Regions from separate parts of the Gossypium hirsutum genome. Here region 1 is linked to region 2. Evidence: chromatin contacts called from public Hi-C data. All regions are on one chromosome and are shown on one strand. The core of a region is the stretch at or near the end of the contact, and the rest is flanking DNA. Distances in the headings are between cores, read along the strand shown. Region 1 has its middle 50 kb from the start of LOC107948112. Region 2 has its middle 62 kb from the start of LOC121227134.

What was found. A called contact is a pair of places that touch in the nucleus more often than the background predicts.
Region 1: a Hi-C map of leaf shows a contact between it and region 2, with 2.1 times the contacts expected there. The contact joins two enhancer-like sites. A contact is called at or near these places in 12 of 34 Hi-C or Micro-C datasets (anther, callus, hypocotyl and 2 more).

The regions. Positions count from the first base shown.
Region 1 is chrA03:58,637,632-58,643,833 of Gossypium_hirsutum_v2.1, forward strand. It overlaps the pseudogene LOC107948119. Among protein-coding and RNA genes, the nearest start is that of LOC107948112, 50 kb to the right of the region's middle. Within about 2 kb of position 3,125, at least 6 of the 9 cell types and tissues checked have an H3K27ac peak or open chromatin away from gene starts, as enhancers often do.
Region 2 is chrA03:58,573,243-58,579,640 of Gossypium_hirsutum_v2.1, forward strand. It overlaps the pseudogene LOC107957332. Among protein-coding and RNA genes, the nearest start is that of LOC121227134, 62 kb to the left of the region's middle. Within about 2 kb of position 3,654, at least 7 of the 9 cell types and tissues checked have an H3K27ac peak or open chromatin away from gene starts, as enhancers often do.

The DNA.
Region 1 (6,202 bases), core at 1,875-4,374, 64 kb after region 2:
AATTATTAATTTTTATATTAAGTTACCTTTTTTAAATTTAAAATTTTAATTTTGACTAAACAGTGATTTATATATTATCGTCTCTGAATTAGAATTTAATTTATTATTTTTTCATATATTAATATCTAATAAATTAATTATGAGAGTTAAGTAAGATAACAAAAGTTTTTTTTTTTTACATATAATATTATGCCTATATTTTATTATTTCAATTTCTTTTATTTTAGTTCTAAATTTCTATATTAATTTTAATAATATTTTTTATTCAAATTTTAATAATATTATTTATTAATTCAATGTTATTTTATTTAATTACTCAATATTTTATTATTGCTTTATCAAAATCAATAGACTTTTTATTATAATTAGAAAATCCTCATATTATTAGTAAATGTATATATTTTTTTATACGAATAACTTACGTGACACTAAACTAGTTACTTATGAAAAAATCAGTTAATGGATTTTACAGTTAAAAATTAAAATTCCAAAACTTAAAAAGTATAAGAATTAAGAATAATTCATTGAAAAACATAAATTAAATCTACAACTTTATGCATAGTACAAAACTAACAATAAAATTTAACCAATTAGATTTAACTATTACTATTTAAGATTAAAAAATACTGAAACTAAAATTGACCTAATTAAAAAGCAACAATTAAATCTACAACTCACGCATAGAATATGAGGACTAATAGCAAAATTTGACAAAGGATTTATCAGCTAAAGCTTATACATTTTAACAAGAAAGTCAATGATACATAATCCAGATAAACCACTAACTCTAATGGAAATCCATTTCCTCCGTAATCCATCCTGTCGTGCACTACATAGCAAGGAACTATGGAATTGCAAGTCCACTCAAATTTGATATGATACCACCAAACCATATTTCAGTGAATATTATATATGTATAGCTCTCTCTAATTTTAATCATTCCCTGTTTTGAATAGGTATATACCGGTAACTATTAGCTCTCTATAAGCATCAAACTGCTAACTACGTGTACGTATGCGACAAGGTTCTTATCTACAATACCAAGAAAAGTAATGTTACAAAAACATTACTGATGAACACCACGATTACCTCTGTCAGCTGCTGCTTTAGCTGCCCGATCTAATGCACCTGACACCCAAAGAGCTCCTTTGGAAAAGTAGCTGCTGCTGACCACAGCATTTGCAGCAGCTGCAGCAGTTCTTCCTGCAACCGAAATGGCTGATTTGGTGTTCTCACACACATGGTACCTCTCATCCATGGATCTAACAGCATCAACCCCCACATAGATTTTATCTGTGAGGCCAATCCTCTCACTCAGTTCAGCAACTTTAGCTGCAGCAGTTGCCGAAACTTGATGAGATGCATCAAAGGTTTTGGCCTTGCTTAAAGCATCTTTGCCTAATACATATCCCTTGCCCAACATGCCTTTCACAACATCCTGAGCGAATGAAACAGCTTCTCCAGCATGAGATACAAATTGGCTTCTTAGTGGAGGTTGCTACAAAAGGGGGAAAAAGTGAAGAAGATGGAAAAAATTTACTAAAGCAAAACTTCCACAAGGATCAAATTCAGGAGCACAAAAAAGATAAGAAGTCACATACTCTTGAGCTTGTTTCATCTTCTTGGCTTCTTGAAGGGCTCCAAAAATCAAACTCCTCCTCATATTGCCCCCAGCGAGATATGTATATACGTTGATCAAGAATTGTCGCACCCTACCATGATAAGATTTTTGAAGAGCAAATACAAACAGATTATAATATCATCATGTGGGAATCACAATTCATGAATAAGATTCAATATTATCCTGAATACAAATGCAAGCACACTGAAACCATTAAACACAGAAAAGTAAAGGAAAATGAACGGAACTACACAGAGCAACGAGTAACACTTCACTCAAAAGTCTATTTATGCAGTCACGGGCAAAAACAGCCAAAGTTGTACATAACAACAGAAGAAAGGGAGGTCAAAATACATAACTTACATCAACAAGATAATCATCACTTTTAACAAGAACATCATGATCATAACCTCAGAGAAAAACCCATATACTTGTATGATTGTATCAATCTGATATGAACCCTCACATGCAATTTCTTAAAAAGATGAAAGTATATATTCTGAGTTCAAGGTAATATTCCTACATTAAACCAAAGTAGAGTACTTCTTTTAACGGTTTGTCGTTGCCTATTCTCCAATTGCTACCTAATTTCAAATTCATAAACTACGGTTACAAGTTCAATTGATACATGAAAACGTCTCCCATATAGGGCACATATATACATTCTCTAGAATCCACTTTGTACATAATCAATTCAATAATATTCAAAATGTAAAAAGAAAGCACTTGATTAATCTACGTCAGTCACACAGAGTTTAAGATGACCTATACCAGAAAAGTGATGTCGGAAACACATTTCATGATAAAACAGGTAGATTTATAGATGCATAGATGAAAGGTGCCACAATGGAAACATTCTAAATAACAATTAACAACCCAAAGCTTTTGAAAGAATATTTGGAATACACACACTAAGCAAGACCAGTCTCCTGAGAATAAGCATTTTTGAATGTCACATAAGCAGTACTTGCATATTCACCAGACCTGCTTTCATCCAATAAATGAATAAATAAATATTTCCCGATGACTACCGTCAAGAAGAAGCAAGGATGAACTATGAAGGATAACCATTACTACACAATTAAATACGATTCAATATTCCAAGAGTGAATAAATAACAAGAAGAAAGTTATGGCAATCGAAATTAGAAGAAGATTTAATAAATATGGCCCAACATTCCAAGTACCTAACAAGTTCAACGTGTTCAATGGTACCAGAGAAGGCGAAAAAATCATAGACATCTTTCTCGGTAGCTTTGGTAGGCAGGCCAGTCACTTCCACTGTATATCCAAAATCATTCATTTTCTTCGAGAGAGACTGCTAATTAAGGATTTTAACCTAGTCAAACGATCGCGAATATTGAGCTTAAATAAAATTTTCATTAAAGAAGAAAATACAGAAGATACAATAATCATGATTCATGCTAACCTGTAATTACAAGAAAAGAAAAGAAAAGAAAAGAAAGATGCTTAAGTTTTTTAGATAATTGAGGAGAAAAGATATGAACCCGGACACCTGATTAGATGAGAGGATGGGATTTTGAATGAAGAGGAAGAAGAAATTGGAAGCGCGTCGACTGGGGTTTTACTACTCACCGAAGAACGAAGAAGCCGGTTTAGTGGTTACTTTAGTTTTATACGCAGTTTTTTAGCTCATTTTATTTTCGGAATTTTTCTTTGGTCTTCTTTCACTCAAATTTGGTTTAACTAATTTGTTAGGAGTCGGAATTTGGTCGGTTCGGATTGTTTTTAGATTTGGGTTGTCTCGGATTAATATCAGTTTAGATTTGAGTTTTTTTTAGGTTATATATATATTTTTTTAATTTGAATTTTGTAAGATTCAGATCTTTTTGAATAATTCTAATTCAAATGGGTTCCAACTACATAGGCTCTAATCTATTCAAATAATTATAAATCTTTTAAATAATAAATATTTTAATTTTAAAGATAATAATTCATTTTAATTTTTTTGATGATAACATAATTCAAACTCACCTTATAAAAAAAGATAATATATATTTAATAGAAATACTTTATATAAAATAATTAAACTATAATTTATGATTATATATATGAAATTTATAAACCTAATTAATATCATTATATGTTATGCATAAATTTTGTATATTTAAATTAATATAATATTTACTATATCATAAGCGTTTGGAAAAAAAAATTAATTTGCAAGATGTTTATTATATTACTATATCCACAATTGAATAATTTTTTTATCTTTTTTTATTAATTTATAAATCTAACAACTAAATTTTAAAATATTCATTCCAAAACTCAAATACATTATTTTAAGCTCAAACTTAAATAATAAATCCATTATTATTCAAACCCAAAAATAACAAATTTATATCTCAAATCTCAAGTCCAAGATAAAAAAAATAAACTAAATACCCAAAATACTTTTTGTAAAAGTTTTTTTTGAACATTAGGCTTTGTTTGTTTTACAGAAAATGGCTTTCAGAAAATGATTTCTAGGAGATGAATTACTTTTTTGGAAAAGTTAATATTTTCTGGCGTTAGGATGAATTTATGTAAAATATTTGTTGTTGTTTGGCAGATTTACTAAAAATATTTCATAAAAGCCACTTTTAATGAAATAAACATACATTTGAGATTTTATTATTTTTTCATTGTTTAATTGAGTTTATTTCACAAAACTTATTTATATTTTAATTAATCATATTTTAGTTTTAGTTAATATTAATTTACTTAATTAATCTTAATTGTTAATTTTGTACATTAGGGAATATAAGTTTATAGATATAAATTATGTTTAATTAAGTTGGAAGTGGTAAATATTATTTGGATGAGTAAGTTAAAAAATGGTTCAATTTGATAAAAATTGAAGTAAGGATTAAATTGTAAAATTTGTAAATTTTCGAATTCGAAGTGTTTGAGTAGTAAAATATGAAATATTGATGTAGTAACTAAATTATATGATTATAAAATATGAAAATTTAGAAAGTTGAGCATAAAATAGCAAAGTTTGAAACTATAGAGGTTAAATTGTAAAGATTTCAAAACTTGTGATTTAGGACTAATTTACATTATTTGAGAATTTAAAATTTTGAAAAATAAAATATGAAAGTTTAACTGTTCAAAAATCAAGGACTAATTTTTTGAAAATTTGACAATTTTAGTTGTAAGGGCTAAATTATAAATTTTGGAAATTTTTTAAAAGGGTCTGTCTTGCAAAACTGTACAAAACAAGGTTTAGGATTGAATTATGGAATAAGATTTTTTTTTCTTCGACCGTGAAGAGTGTTTTCCTTTTGTTGCTTTGAAAGCTTCCCCTTTTTGTTTCTTCGACAGTGAAGACAGTGAACAGAGCCTTATCAATTTGAAAAATATCTTACGGAAAAAAATTTGGTAAGACATTTTCCTTAAAAAAAGCCTTGATTTTATCCTCTTTTGGAGGATGATTTTTTTTGGTAATTCATTTTCCACTAAACAAACACCGTAAAATAATGAAAATGTTTTATAGAAAACATATTACATTCAAATAAATGAACCTTTAATCTCATTATAGGTTATTATCATATCTGTTTTTTTTATAAAATACCTAAAATTACCCATAGCCCCTCCTCAACCCTTAAATAGGAGTATAATGCGCTTCAGCGTATTCAAACTCACGTCCTCCTGCATTGGTATCTTATCTATACCGATGCCGACCGAGTTAAGACTTAATCAACTATTTTTTTTGTAAAAATTAAAACTCATTCTAAAACCTAATTTAATATAATATTAAATATTAATGTATTACCAATTATATATATACATTAACATAATAAAGTACACAACTATTGATACTATAATGTGTATTAATCTATCATACATATACAATAATGATACGATGTTAAAGAAAAAGGAAATAAAGCTTATGTAACACGATTTATAGGCTGCAATTTGGCGCATGGCAATTGTAAAAAATCTATTTTAACTTATTAAAATGCAAATTTAAGTTACCTTACCATAAACACAACTTACCTTATATGTTCCATAAAAGGGGTTTCATACAAAGAGAAAATATATTGCAATTTAGAAGTAAAAAATATTTGAAATATAAAGATTTCTTTAATTATTATTCCCTGCTATTTAGGGATAAAATAAAATAAATACATATATATATACAGATTTCCATTAACAAAGTACTTTTAATTTTAATGGAATTCTAAAATTTATAGATTATTTAGTAAATAAATGAAAAAATAGTTTAAAAATACACAGATTAAAATACTCTTATATTAATATTTATAAAGATTCAGTCAAAGGTTACAACATTTTTTTGTTAAAAAAAGCTCCTAACCAATATAAAAAAAGAAGGGAGGGATGGTAAGTTGGAACATAATGTGAGAAAATAGAAAACATATATTGATATTCTTCTTGCTCAAAGATGGAGGTGGGATCATCATCAAAGAAGAAGTTGTAAGACTCTTTTTTTTTAATAGAAAATGATTGTTTTAGCATTGTCTGTGCAAATAAATTTACTTTATTCAAAACGTTAGCATTATTTAACATAGCTCAGGGAAAATTATGAAGTTAATGTTGTTAATCAGTTGGGCTTAAT
Region 2 (6,398 bases), core at 2,404-4,903:
CCACAAAAGCACGAGACAGCAACTAAAAAGGCGCTCAAAGTTCAGTGAGGCTATACTACAAAGCAAGGTAGTCAATACCACATTAGTGGACACACTATTTTTCCACAGGAATTGGTTCATACTGATATGAGTCTGGTTCGATGTACTGCTTTCGTTTTATCAATATTCTCGAAAATATTTAATTTATGCATATAAAAATATATTTACAAATATGGAATGAATGGTAACTAAATTTCAAATATAAAATATTCATCAATTATATAAAATGCTCATCAATAAACTTCACAAATAAAAACCCATCATTCAAAAATAAACAAGGAAAAAAAATTATCACATGTATTAAACAAGATTATCCAATACATTAAACATGATTATCTCATATATTTAATTTTACATTTTTTTAGACTTCATTCATGCACCAGCCGATACACATTATTCCATGGTATGCCCAGAATTGGGTGGAAAGAGCTGGTGTAACCGGTACGGGCCAGAATTTTCACCAGTGCAAAAAAAGAGAATTGGCTGTTCCGATTTACTGTTGAAATGGTGCGCACCAACCAGTATAGCCGGAACAGTGCAAAATTGGCTACCTTGCCACAAACTCTACATTGTTATTGAATATAGAGCCGAACAACCAAAAAAAAAACAAATTTTTAATCAGCAAGATATAATAAATGCTACTAATGGTCTACAACATATGCAAAGCAAATGGCATTTCAGATGAACTCCATGCAGAAAATGCCATGCTAGTATTTAAAACCCTTTATCTAAAGAATCAATAAGCATGTGAAAGTGGTGTAACATTATTAAAGCCATAAATTAACACATCAAATGTACTTTAGTTAACATTTAAGTGAAGAATTTCAGTTTTAACATCCCAGAAAGCCTTAATAGTGTGAAATTTCAATGGATAATGCTACTTACTACAGCAACAAGAAATGCTGCTTTCAAATTGGCACAGGCTTCACAGCAAGCTCTGCTTTCCAAGAATGGAAACAATCTGAATTGAGACAATTTGCAAGAATTAGATCAACATATAAATTCACTTAATAAAGTTGCGTCAATAATTGCTTGTTTCATCACAACAAAAACACATGAAAAGATTGTCACCTATGCCAACTCCCACTAGCACCAGCTGAAAATCCCAAGATGTTTCCAACAGCCATCCACGAGCAAAATATAGCATTTGAAGAATTGTGTTGATCAGGACCTAAAACATAGGCATCCAGAATCTTGTCATGCACAGTATTCAAATGTGTGTGGTATTATACGGCCTAGTAAATCGGAGGTATCAAACCTAAAACATCACAACGATATTATGTATAGACCATAACCGTTTTCTTTTTTTTCCTTTTTCTATCTTAAGAAGGGAGCTCACCTGATAGATCAGCCAAGAGGGCACGAGCTGGTCCCTGGAAAAAATATAAGACTTCAACTATTAGCTCATGTGCATAAAATGAAGAATTAATTATCATTTAAGGCTTGCCTGCACTGTATTGTTAGCAAGATCCAACATCCAAAAGCCGATAACAAAGACAAAAGCCGCTCTTGTTCGTGTACCTTTAAATGTACTACATTGCATACATTATTTTGTCAATCTCTTTATTTTCTTGCAGCAGAAAAAAGAGGTGGGGGAGAGTGAGAGTTGGCTATAAGAGAAGAGAATGAATCAAAAGCAAAAGTGGAAACCTGCAGTGCTCCTTCGTATCACCTAATAAGTATCCAATGTCTGCAGAAAACCCGATTATTATCACCTAGATTGCAAACCTTAGTTTAGAATATATATATATATAAACGTAAACATAGCATAAAAGGAAAACAATCATCTTCGGTGCTTACAGCAAGAGAGATCATGAGCGCTCCAGCAAGGATAAAAGGCCGCCTTCTACCATATTTGGAAGTGCATTTATCACTCCAAATACCAACACAAGGTTGAACCTAAGATCAAAATGCAAACAATTCTATAAATCATAAATGTAGATAGGTATTATTTATTCTGATTTTGTTTAACTCTAGTCATTTGCATTTATCATGTGCCAACACATTTAAAAAAAATAGGCATTAAACACAAAGGTAACCTGCTTCCTAATTTGCACAGACATACCTTGGGGGAGGGGGAGAGAGAGAGAGAGAGAGAATGGAAAATTGAATAAGCAAAGAAATTCTCTATTATGCAATCAAACAAATAAATGTTCTAGGGTACCCCCATCTCTACCTTCTACATGAAAGGTAGCCCCAACTATTTAGGAGTTAGTTCAAAATGCAGCACAAGCTATTACAGCAGATCTATCAAATAACCACATTAAAATATCATGTTACACCCATTAGGACTCAAAAATAAAGAGAAGGCAATAATATAGAAAAATACAGCAATATGGTTTCCCATCACCTACCACAAGACCAGTTATCGGACCACAAAGCCAAATAAATGAAGAAAAAGCATGCTCTATTCCAAGTGTCTGCATGAATCAACAAAATATACAGTAATCAGAGAAGCTCAGAGCGTTGAAAAGAAATACAGCCAAGGCTAAAAATAATAATAAATAAAGAGAGAGTATTATTCTTCAAAAAATGACTATAACATTCTTTTAAATAAATAAAGAGAGAGTATTACATAAGCAAGAAGTTGACAAAATATTTTGAGAATTATTTTAAATGAAAATTATTCTTCAAAAAATGACTAACATTCTTTTCTCTAACTAGTACGTTTTAATTTATATTGTTAAAGATGATAAGTATTTCTACAAATTATAAGAAAAATTTCTAGAAAATGATAATAAAAGAAAATCTGCCTCCCAACGCCATGATCTCTCTTTCGTAACCTATAACCACACCAATAATTCTTTCTGCAGTACATGAAAACTAAGTAAATTAATGACTAAACAATAATGAAAAAAGAATTGTAGCATCTACTATCTAACCAATTCAATAATACCAACAAGAAGTGCACTCGCTGATTTTATTTTTCTATTTCGTACAGATAAACCCCCAATAACACAAAAATTGTCATTAAATGTAAACACATTGCACCAAATTCAAACTTCAAAACATTCATGGTCACTAGCTTACTATTTTTCATTAAAATACTTAAACTAACATAAATTACAAGACTAAAGAAAAAAAAAAAGAGTATTGGAAAGACCTGAATGTAAGGAGTCAATAGCGATAGTTGTAAAGCCCAACCAAACTGAACCCCGGCGGCGACCGTACAACTAAGAACCAGAGTTATAAAGCTAAAATCCTTAGATCCGGCATGGATCGGCGACGATAAGTTAGCGTTTCCATTGGGAACCCTCGAGGAAGGCGACGAAGAAGAAGCTGAAGGAGAGTTCGGAGAGGAATTTAGATCGATCCGGAAATGAGGATCGTCGGTCATTTCAACCTCCAATTCCTTGTTTAAATTCCTGTAGGGGAACCTGATGGGCACTGAGTCACTCATTCCCGCCATAACCTCTTTGGCTCAGTCTCTGATTATCCTTCACGTGTTAACTCAAGGTAAACCTTCGCATTAAAAAAATGAATACAAAATCAATCAAAATTAAAAGTTGAGGAATGAATGTGTTTCAAGATGATATTTAGGTTTAGGTGCAGGGTCCATGTTGATTTGTGTGATGTGTCGGTTGTGAAAACAAAGTTTGCCATCAAAGGAAAAAGCGAAAGGGACGTTGATTAAGTGGGAGAAAAAGGATGTGATCAGGACCGTTGGTTTTAAGGGACTTTGTCATTTATTGAAGGGATGCTTTTCTTCTTCAGCAAGGGAAAAAGCACACCGACGACGAGTGAATGCCGGATGGACGCTGGAGTCAAGTTTACGTAGTAGGTTACTATAAATTAAATATAATAGAATGAATGCTAGACTACTCATGCTAACTAAATTATTAGTAAATTTTCATTTTGATAAAAAAATTATAAAATTTGTCAATAAATTATTTTATTAAAATCGTTGTATAGTGCATCACTTACATTAATCAAAAGTTTTTTTTTCCATTTTTTCTATAATTCAATTCTTTTCATTAAATAATTTTAAATATTACAAATTTACAAATCAAAATTAAAATAGTTTTTTTTCTATTTTTGACATTAGCCGTTAGATCGACTTGAATTTAAGGTATTTCTTTTACTTATTGATGGGTATTAATTTATAATTCAATAATAATTTTGTAACTTTTTAAAGTTAAATAACCAAAATATAAACTTACGAATAGTTTAGTGACCTTGAGTATAGGATAAAAACACTTACAAAAATATTTATTTGATTGTGGTTTCAAAATAGTCGTTACTTTCCTTATATATGAAAAAAACCCTATATACTTTTTAAATTGATAAAAGTATTACAAAAGCACTAGTATTAACAGTCAGATTATATTTTGCCCTATTTATTTAAAAATAGATAAATTAATCCCTGTATATTAGATTAAAGAGTAAAATGGTCCTTTTTTGTTAAAAATTTCATCAATGTTTATTGTTAAAAATTGACGTGATTGATGAAATAACCAAACAATTACACATAGCATGCTACGTACACCTCATGCCGGCGTACAGGAGCCAAGTTTTAACAATAGAATTGGATGAAATTTTTAATAGAATGACTAGTTTGCTCTTTAATCTAACATACAAAAACTAATTTGCCTACTATTTTTAGTGGAGGGAGCAAAATGCAATTGACTCCTAGTACAAAGGCCACTATGATACTTTTACCCTTTAAATTCTAGGATAAAGCACAATAATAGTCACTCAAATATACACTTTGTTCACTTTTGGTCACTTAACTTTTAAAATTAAATATTTTAGTCACTCTTCCATTAATTATCGTTAGCCAATCAACACAAAGATGATGTGGAATTTTTTTATTATTCTAATAATAAATTTAACTTTTAATATTTACAAATTTTATCAATTTGATTCTAAATTTAAAAAAGTTAAATTCTATTAAGAAACAATAAGAGGGGCGATTTTAAGGGGAAGGGGGGAAGACAGGGGACTTGACCCCTCCCCAAACATTGAAAATCATGCGATGTAATCCATTTATAAATAATGAAAATTTAAGTTAATATATAGTAAAATTATATTTCAATTCTTTAAAACTAAAAAAAATCATTTAATCCCTTCAAAAATAATAAAATAAAAATTTAATAAATAATAAAATTATATTTTAACCTTTTAAAAATTTATAATTTAATTTCAATGCTATTAAAAAAAATTCTGAATTTACCCCCTTATCTTACTCTTGGCAATACACGTCATATTTTGTATGGACATGCAGGCTGCAGAGTCCAAATTATTTTCAGCAAAATAATGGCACCTCCTCCGCTGATATCAGAGTAAGCAATGCTTCGCAAGCCAAATTTTAGTTAATTATTTAGATACTTCAGAGCAACATGAAAACTCAAGCAGGCTTCTACGTTCACAAAGATTCTGAATCTCGTACAAGTCCTTAAAACATCTAGATATGACATTTGTTCCCTACACATTTTCTTTCCAATAGTTATAAATTGCCTGAAAGCCTCCAATTTGATGGATTGAGATTGCAAGGCCTAGCAATTAACGCAAGCCAAGAAATTTATATAAGCATGATCTTAATAAAATGAACGGTGAGTTGCATCATGCATGGCGGTTGACGAGAGGGTCGGGAGGTATGTATTGCTAAGAGTGACGGAGGCTCTAGTTGTTGTTTTTTTTTATAGAATTTATTGAATTATTTAAATCTAGGATAAAATTGATAAAATGTGAAAATATTAAAAGATTAAAATTGTTATTAGGCCAATGAAAAAGTCCACATCATCTTTTCATCCTTCAACTAACAACTATATACTGGAGAGTGACTAAAATATTTGATTTTAAAATATTAAGTAACTAAATCAAAAAATTTAATAATTGAGTGATTAAAATAGAACAAAGTGCATAGTTGGGAGACTATTATTGTATTTTACCCTAAATTTTATATACTAACTTTTAACCTTTTAAGGTTAAAATATGTCAAAAGTCCCTATATTTTTCATAAATTAGAAATTTAGCCCCTATAATTTTATTGTTAAGAATTTAGTCCTTTTAGTTTTTAGATTTCAAACTTCATGTTCAACTGCTAACATTGTTAAACTTATTTTATTAAATTCAAATTCACTTCAACATTACTTTTATATTACATGACTACTAAGTGAGTATTTTTTTTATTTAAGAATGTGACATCAACAAAAAAATTAACATTATTAACAATTGGATCCAAATTTTAAAATTTGAAATGTATAGGGATTAAATTCCTAGAAACAAAAAAAAAGCAATGACTAAATTCTAAATTTTTGAAATGTATAAGGACTTATATTATTTTTTAACCTCTTAAATAAAACTATATGAGTTAATTACCTCAGATATCCTAGACTATGACCATCATTCTAAGTTCC